Regions from separate parts of the Mus musculus genome. Here region 2 is linked to region 1. The links are chromatin contacts, called in public HiChIP or PLAC-seq maps. All regions are on one chromosome and are shown on one strand. The core of a region is the stretch at or near the end of the contact, and the rest is flanking DNA. Distances in the headings are between cores, read along the strand shown. Region 1 has its middle 23 kb from the start of Gm5079. Region 2 overlaps Pdss2 (prenyl (solanesyl) diphosphate synthase, subunit 2).

The links. HiChIP or PLAC-seq counts read pairs in DNA pulled down with a chosen protein or histone mark.
Region 2: an H3K27ac HiChIP or PLAC-seq map of epiblast stem cells shows a contact between it and region 1, with 5 times the contacts expected there. The contact joins two enhancer-like sites. A contact is called at or near these places in 7 of 484 Hi-C or Micro-C datasets (the MC3T3-E1 cell line, MC3T3-E1-derived osteoblasts, cortical neurons and 2 more), 10 of 115 datasets of contacts at active chromatin or transcription factors (embryonic basal ganglia, embryonic forebrain, embryonic hindbrain and 5 more) and 1 of 9 other capture datasets (embryonic stem cells).

Annotation. Positions count from the first base shown.
Region 1 is chr10:42,967,113-42,969,812 of GRCm38.p6, forward strand. No RefSeq gene overlaps it. Among named protein-coding and RNA genes, the nearest start is that of Gm5079, 23 kb to the right of the region's middle. Within about 2 kb of position 1,444, at least 7 of the 459 cell types and tissues checked have an H3K27ac peak or open chromatin away from gene starts, as enhancers often do. A contact at or near this core is called in epiblast stem cells, where this site is marked.
Region 2 is chr10:43,438,359-43,441,228 of GRCm38.p6, forward strand. Pdss2 (prenyl (solanesyl) diphosphate synthase, subunit 2) reads left to right here. Exons shown (of 8, transcript NM_027772.2): 8 at 1,441-1,890. The coding sequence ends at 1,599. Among named protein-coding and RNA genes, the nearest start is that of Bend3, 39 kb to the right of the region's middle. Within about 2 kb of position 1,508, at least 95 of the 459 cell types and tissues checked have an H3K27ac peak or open chromatin away from gene starts, as enhancers often do. A contact at or near this core is called in epiblast stem cells, where this site is marked.

The DNA of each region.
Region 1 (2,700 bases), core at 194-2,693:
TATTGGGGCTGGCTTACAGGTTCAGAGGGTCAGTCCATTATCATCATGGGGGTGTGGGGGAGGGGTCATGGCAGCCTCCCGACAGGCATGGTGCAGGAGGAGCTGAGAGTTCTACATCTTCATCTGAAGAACTGCTAGCAGAATACTGGCTTCCAGGCAGCTAGGATGAGGGTCTTAAAGCTCACACCCACAGTGACACACCTACTCCAATAGTGTCACTCCCTGGGCTAAGCATATATAAACCATCACTGGAGGTGTTGGTGGTAGTTGCAGTTTGTTAGTAGTCTTGCCCAAAAAGAGTCAGGGATCTCTCTCTGTCTCTCTGTCTCTCTGTCTCTCTGTCTCTCTGTCTCTGTCTCTGTCTCTCTCTCTCCTATCTAGTGATAGAGGGTGAAACAGTGGTAAGAGTGGGGGATAAAGGGTGGAGGAGGAAAGCACCACACAGTGGCTCTGAGGTACGATGTTGAGACGTGCGCAGTGCTAAATAGAGGGCTATGGTGATACATTTCCTGGCCTTTCCCAGCACAATCCCTATCCCAGAAATCCTTCTGACATAGGTGACTGTCCTGTCTTCAATGCTGACTGGACAAGAGATCTCCCAGAATGCTCTTGGACATTAGTGTACTTCCAGAAGATGGTAGGAAGTGGTCTGCTCGAGAGAAGCAAGTCATCGAGGTCATTGGCACTCGACCTTTCAGACTGAATGGGAAGGGGAGAGGCTGCTAAGTCCTTCCGATGAAGTTGTAGAACTCTCAGCTAGTCCGATGAGCACTGCCCTTCTGAGGCCCGGAGCAGCCAATGAGTCGTGAGGTCTTTCCAGGAGCCAAATTTCTTTCTTTCCAGGAACTAAATATCATTCTGTTAAAGTATGAGAGAGTTTGGTGGACTTAGATTTCTTTATTGTCCATTCTTTCTCAGCCACAATATTTAATTTTCTGTTATTGTTTAATCTTATTTTTGATTTCTTAGGAATTAAGAGAAAAAAAAGACAGCTCCTCTTCAAGAAAATGTAAAATATCAGTTACATTATAAAGTAAATATTTTTCCTGTATAGATATCGGTTAGTTAGATTATTGCTCTCCATTCCGAACAGAGAAATAATTATTAATATAAAGGTTTCATACTTTAACTGCATTTGTGAATAAATTTACTTTTAAATTCTCTATATGTGCAAGAAAATTAAATAAATTGATTCAATACAATCTTTTCATCATAATTATCTTCTATTTTTTCCTTTTCACCAGCAGGGACAATCTTTTGTTAATTAAGTGCTATTGTAACATCACAAAGCTTCAGAAGGCCATAAGGTGTGTTTTACTACAGCACCAGGATGAGGCTGTCATTGTGTGACAAGCCTCTTAAAGAACAATGGGGGAGCTAGGCACTGGGAAACCAGACTGCCTGAGCCTGCGGTGGGGTTGATGCTGATTGAAACATTATGGCTTTTGTTTTGTAAACTGACAGGTTCATTTGCAGATTCTTCAAACTCAGCCTTTGTTAATCTCCTCTTTATTCTGCTTCATTCCCGCAGCCTACTTGGGAAACTGTGATCTCACCCTACCTGGGAGATGGCTGCTGCTCCCTTCCCTTGCTGCCTCTTCCTTCCTTTGCTGAACTGCAGGAAGCAGACATAAACCAAGGACACACTAAGTCCACCTCCCATCTCAGTGAGGAGCTAGCTGGTGTTCCCAGCCCTCTCTGTTATGAAACATAATGAGGCGAGGGGTTACCTGAGGGGACCTTACCAAGGTGTCCCTCTGAGAAGTTATGCCAAGCAACAGATCTGGTATCAAGGGGTCTAATTAGGGGGAAGGGAGGAAGCGAGTTGAATGGACAGACATGTAGACGTGCTCCCTATATGGTCTTCCATCCTGATTAAGGACTTAAGAAGAGAGAGAGAGAGAGAGAGAGGGAGAGAGAGAGAGAGAGAGAGAGTTAGAGAGAGTTGAGGGGTTGGGGACTTGAGAAAACATTGAGCCAGTGCATCATTTGTTTGTGTGGGGCATGGGTGTGAGCAAGACCTGGAGAACGTACTGCAGAATTAATCTAAAGCAATAGTGTTTTCTCTTCTTTTGGACCCAGTGGGATCCTGGGACATTGCTGTAACCCCAAGTATTCTTTGAAAACGCTTGTGAGGAAGAGTGGAGCTTCGTGCTTGGAAGTGGGGTCGCTTGGGTGCTAATTTACAAAAACAAAACAACAACAAAACCAAAAAAACCTTATGGATGTAATTTTGCAGGATAAGCAGCCGTGAGTACCTTTCCTTAGAATACTGAACAGTGTTTGCATCAGAGAGAGAGCCCTAAAGCCTGTCTCTCACCTAGGGCAAGGGCTTCACCTTAATTTCTGCTCGGTGCAAGCATGATGAAATCAGTGCATCCCAGTACTGGTGCAATCCTCCCACCTCACCGTGCTCCTATGTAATTGTGTCACATAATAGGAAATTGTAATAGGCAATTTGGTTGTGTAATTCAGTTTGCAAAGCATGCAAACATGAGATAACTGGGTTATATGCAAATGGGCATTACACTAAGGTGCAGGAAACAAAGGGGAAAGATGCTGTGTCCAAACTTAGAGACAGCTTGGGCTCTCCCCTCCTGGGCCTCAAGGTGGGGAGTTTATTAAAGTTATTTATCCCTGACTTTCCTGTCATCACATGGGATTCGTGCAGACACACTATCTCAGTGTGAGCACTCTTGT
Region 2 (2,870 bases), core at 258-2,757, 470 kb after region 1:
ATGAGGGCTTGCTGACTGTCAGTGAAGATGTCCACATCCGTCCAGCGGTGGCAATGCTGTCTGTTAGTCTCAGCACTCAGGAAGTAGAGGCAGGCAGCTCTCTGAGTTCCAGGACAGCCAGCACCTTCCTGGCAGGATATCCAGGTCAGAGAAACCCTGTCTCAGAAAACGAAAAGGAAACGTTCACAGGAAGGCTGTAATGCTCCCTGCTGTGACTCAGGTATCCAGGCAGTAGAATATCTCTGCTGTGGGGCTACCCCAGCGCCAGAGGGAAAGCCCTAGAGGGATTCCCACGGACAGTTCCGTGCTGCATCCCGTCCATAGCATGCATCTTCCATGACTCATAGACTGGGTCTTACTACCTGGCCCCACCCAGTCTCTAAGAGTCAGAGGAGTTGGCCTCAGGTGAGCTAGCCAGGGACTGCCTGGTGCCTAGGTGAGGGAGTGAGGGAGACCCTCACTGAGACTATTGAACAGGACAAGGTCATTTAAGTTCAAAAGATGAAGCCTTTTCCAACTACAACTATAATGATTTTGTTTAGTGTTTTTAAGATGTTATTGCTAGTCACTTGTATGGCCTGGCGCATATGCGTGCAGCTAGCTGCCTGTGGAAGCTTTGGGGAGCCGCCAGAGATGGAGGAGAGTGCAGGCCAAGGCAAATCTGCAGCCCCCTCTTTGTTTTTCTGTTTGTTGGTTTGTTTTTTGAAATAGAGTCTGGCCATGTAGTCCTGGCTGACCTCTAACTCACAGAAATCCACCTGCCTCTGCCTTCCAAGTGTTGGAATTAAAGGTGAGCATTGCCCGTCAGACCCTTTGGTTCTTTCTTTGGTCACAGAGAGAGACCGGAAGTCAATTTGCTGGCTGGTGAGAACCACTACATTAGCAAAAATGCTTTGTTCCATTTTCCCGAGGAAAATATTTTTGTTTTTAAATAAGTCATACTCAGATTTAATAATATGTGTTTTTCTTGAATTTTGATTATTGTATCAACATAAGGTGTTTGAATTGTTTTTTTTTTAAGTTTGAAGATGTTAATGGAGGCTCCTCCTCCCTCCCCACCCCCCACCCCCTCCCACACACACACACACATAAAATAGAGGCTGTTGAATTCGCTGTTGAATTCCAAATGCCAGAGATACCACAGCTTGGCCTTCATTACTGCCTTCCCAGCATGGGACTCTGTGCAGATCAAGGGGTGGCTGTGAGAGGAGCTGTAATTGGGCTGATTGGAGCCATTGTGCTGCTCTGGAGCGAGGCTCCCGTAGCCTTAGGGAGGTGATGGTGTCTGGAGAGCACCTGGAAACCTGTCCTCTTTCTCCAGACGAGAGAGCAGAAATACTGGATTTACGTGTTTCCTGTCCCTCACTCCCACCCCCAGTTAAATTGTGGTCCTCACTGTACAACCAAAACCTGACTTATTGTGCATTTATTTCCTAACAGTTGCGAGAAACAATCAAAGCTGGCAAAGGTGTGACTTCAGCTATTGACCTGTGTCGTTACCATGGAAACAAGGCACTAGAGGCCCTGGAGAGCTTCCCTCCCTCAGAGGCCAGATCGGCTTTAGAAAACATTGTGTTTGCTGTGACCAGATTTTCTTGACACCAAATTAAAAAGACACTATTGTTCCTTAGCTGAAAAACCCAGAGAATGAGGCGGACAGGAGAGCTTTTGGTGATGAAATAAGTAACGTGTTTAATGACTTTAGAAATATATGTATTTTTTTTTTCTGTCCTTTATCTGACTGCTTAATGAATCTATCCTTTGGAACCACTACAAACAAAACGAGAAGGAAAAAGGTCACGCGGTTTTCACTTGTCACGCCAGAGCACACTTGAGGCTTCAGCAACAGAAATAATTAATGAGACTCGCTCCCGTGACCTCAGCAAATGGACAGGAAATAAGTCCTTATTGATTGGACCAAGCCCGGGATGGCGCCAGGGCGGTGGCTGTGGTTTTCCTTCCACAGAGGACAGAGCAAGCTGGAAGCTGCAGGTGTCGAGCGAAGCACTGGATGCCAGCTCTGGGGGACACATCAACACCAATGACCAGTCTGTCGTAGTGGAGAAGACCTCAACGCATTAAGCAAAAGTCTGTGTTGCCTGCTGTCTTGAAATCATGTGCATATAGTGTGAGAGGCTTGGGCATCCTAGTTCTTATCAGATTTGGGAGAAGTGAAGGAGATGTTAAGCTGCCAAATACTTGAAATTGAATATTAAAATGTTACCAAGTGTTGACTCAATTGTATAAGAAAGTGTCTGCCTTTCTTTCTTAAAGATCAAATTTAGGACACATTTCAAGCTTGGCATGGTGGCACACACCTTTAATCTCAGCACTCGGGAGGCAGAGGCAGGCTGATCTCTGCGTTCGAGGCCATCCTGGTCTACAGAGTGAGTTCCAGGACAGCCAGAGCTACACAGAGAAACCCTGTCTGGAAAACAAACAAAAAAGATACAATTCAAAGGCCAGTTTCTATATTTCAAAAGCCACGTATCCATTTATGACACTTTGTCTGGGGGACTCCCTCTGGTGTCCCCAGCTTTCAGCAGTGTAACTGTAGTACTGGGCCTTGGTTGGTGAGAGTTTTGTTTTAACCTCAGAATGTCAACTTTTGATATTGAGACACAGACACTGAGTTCCAGAAAGAATACAAGCGCTCACATAGGCCTGCAATCGGATTCTGGCTCCATGCGGTTGGCAGACGGTTGCCGTGGTTTGCACAAATGCAATCGGAGAATCCCGTTGACAAGAAGGCTGAGTTTACATAACTGGTCTCGACTGCCTTTCCTCCTCCTGTGTGTAATTACAGCCCTATCTGGAGACAGAAAACACGGGAAGCAGATTGTATTACCTACTCTGCTCAAACACTAGGG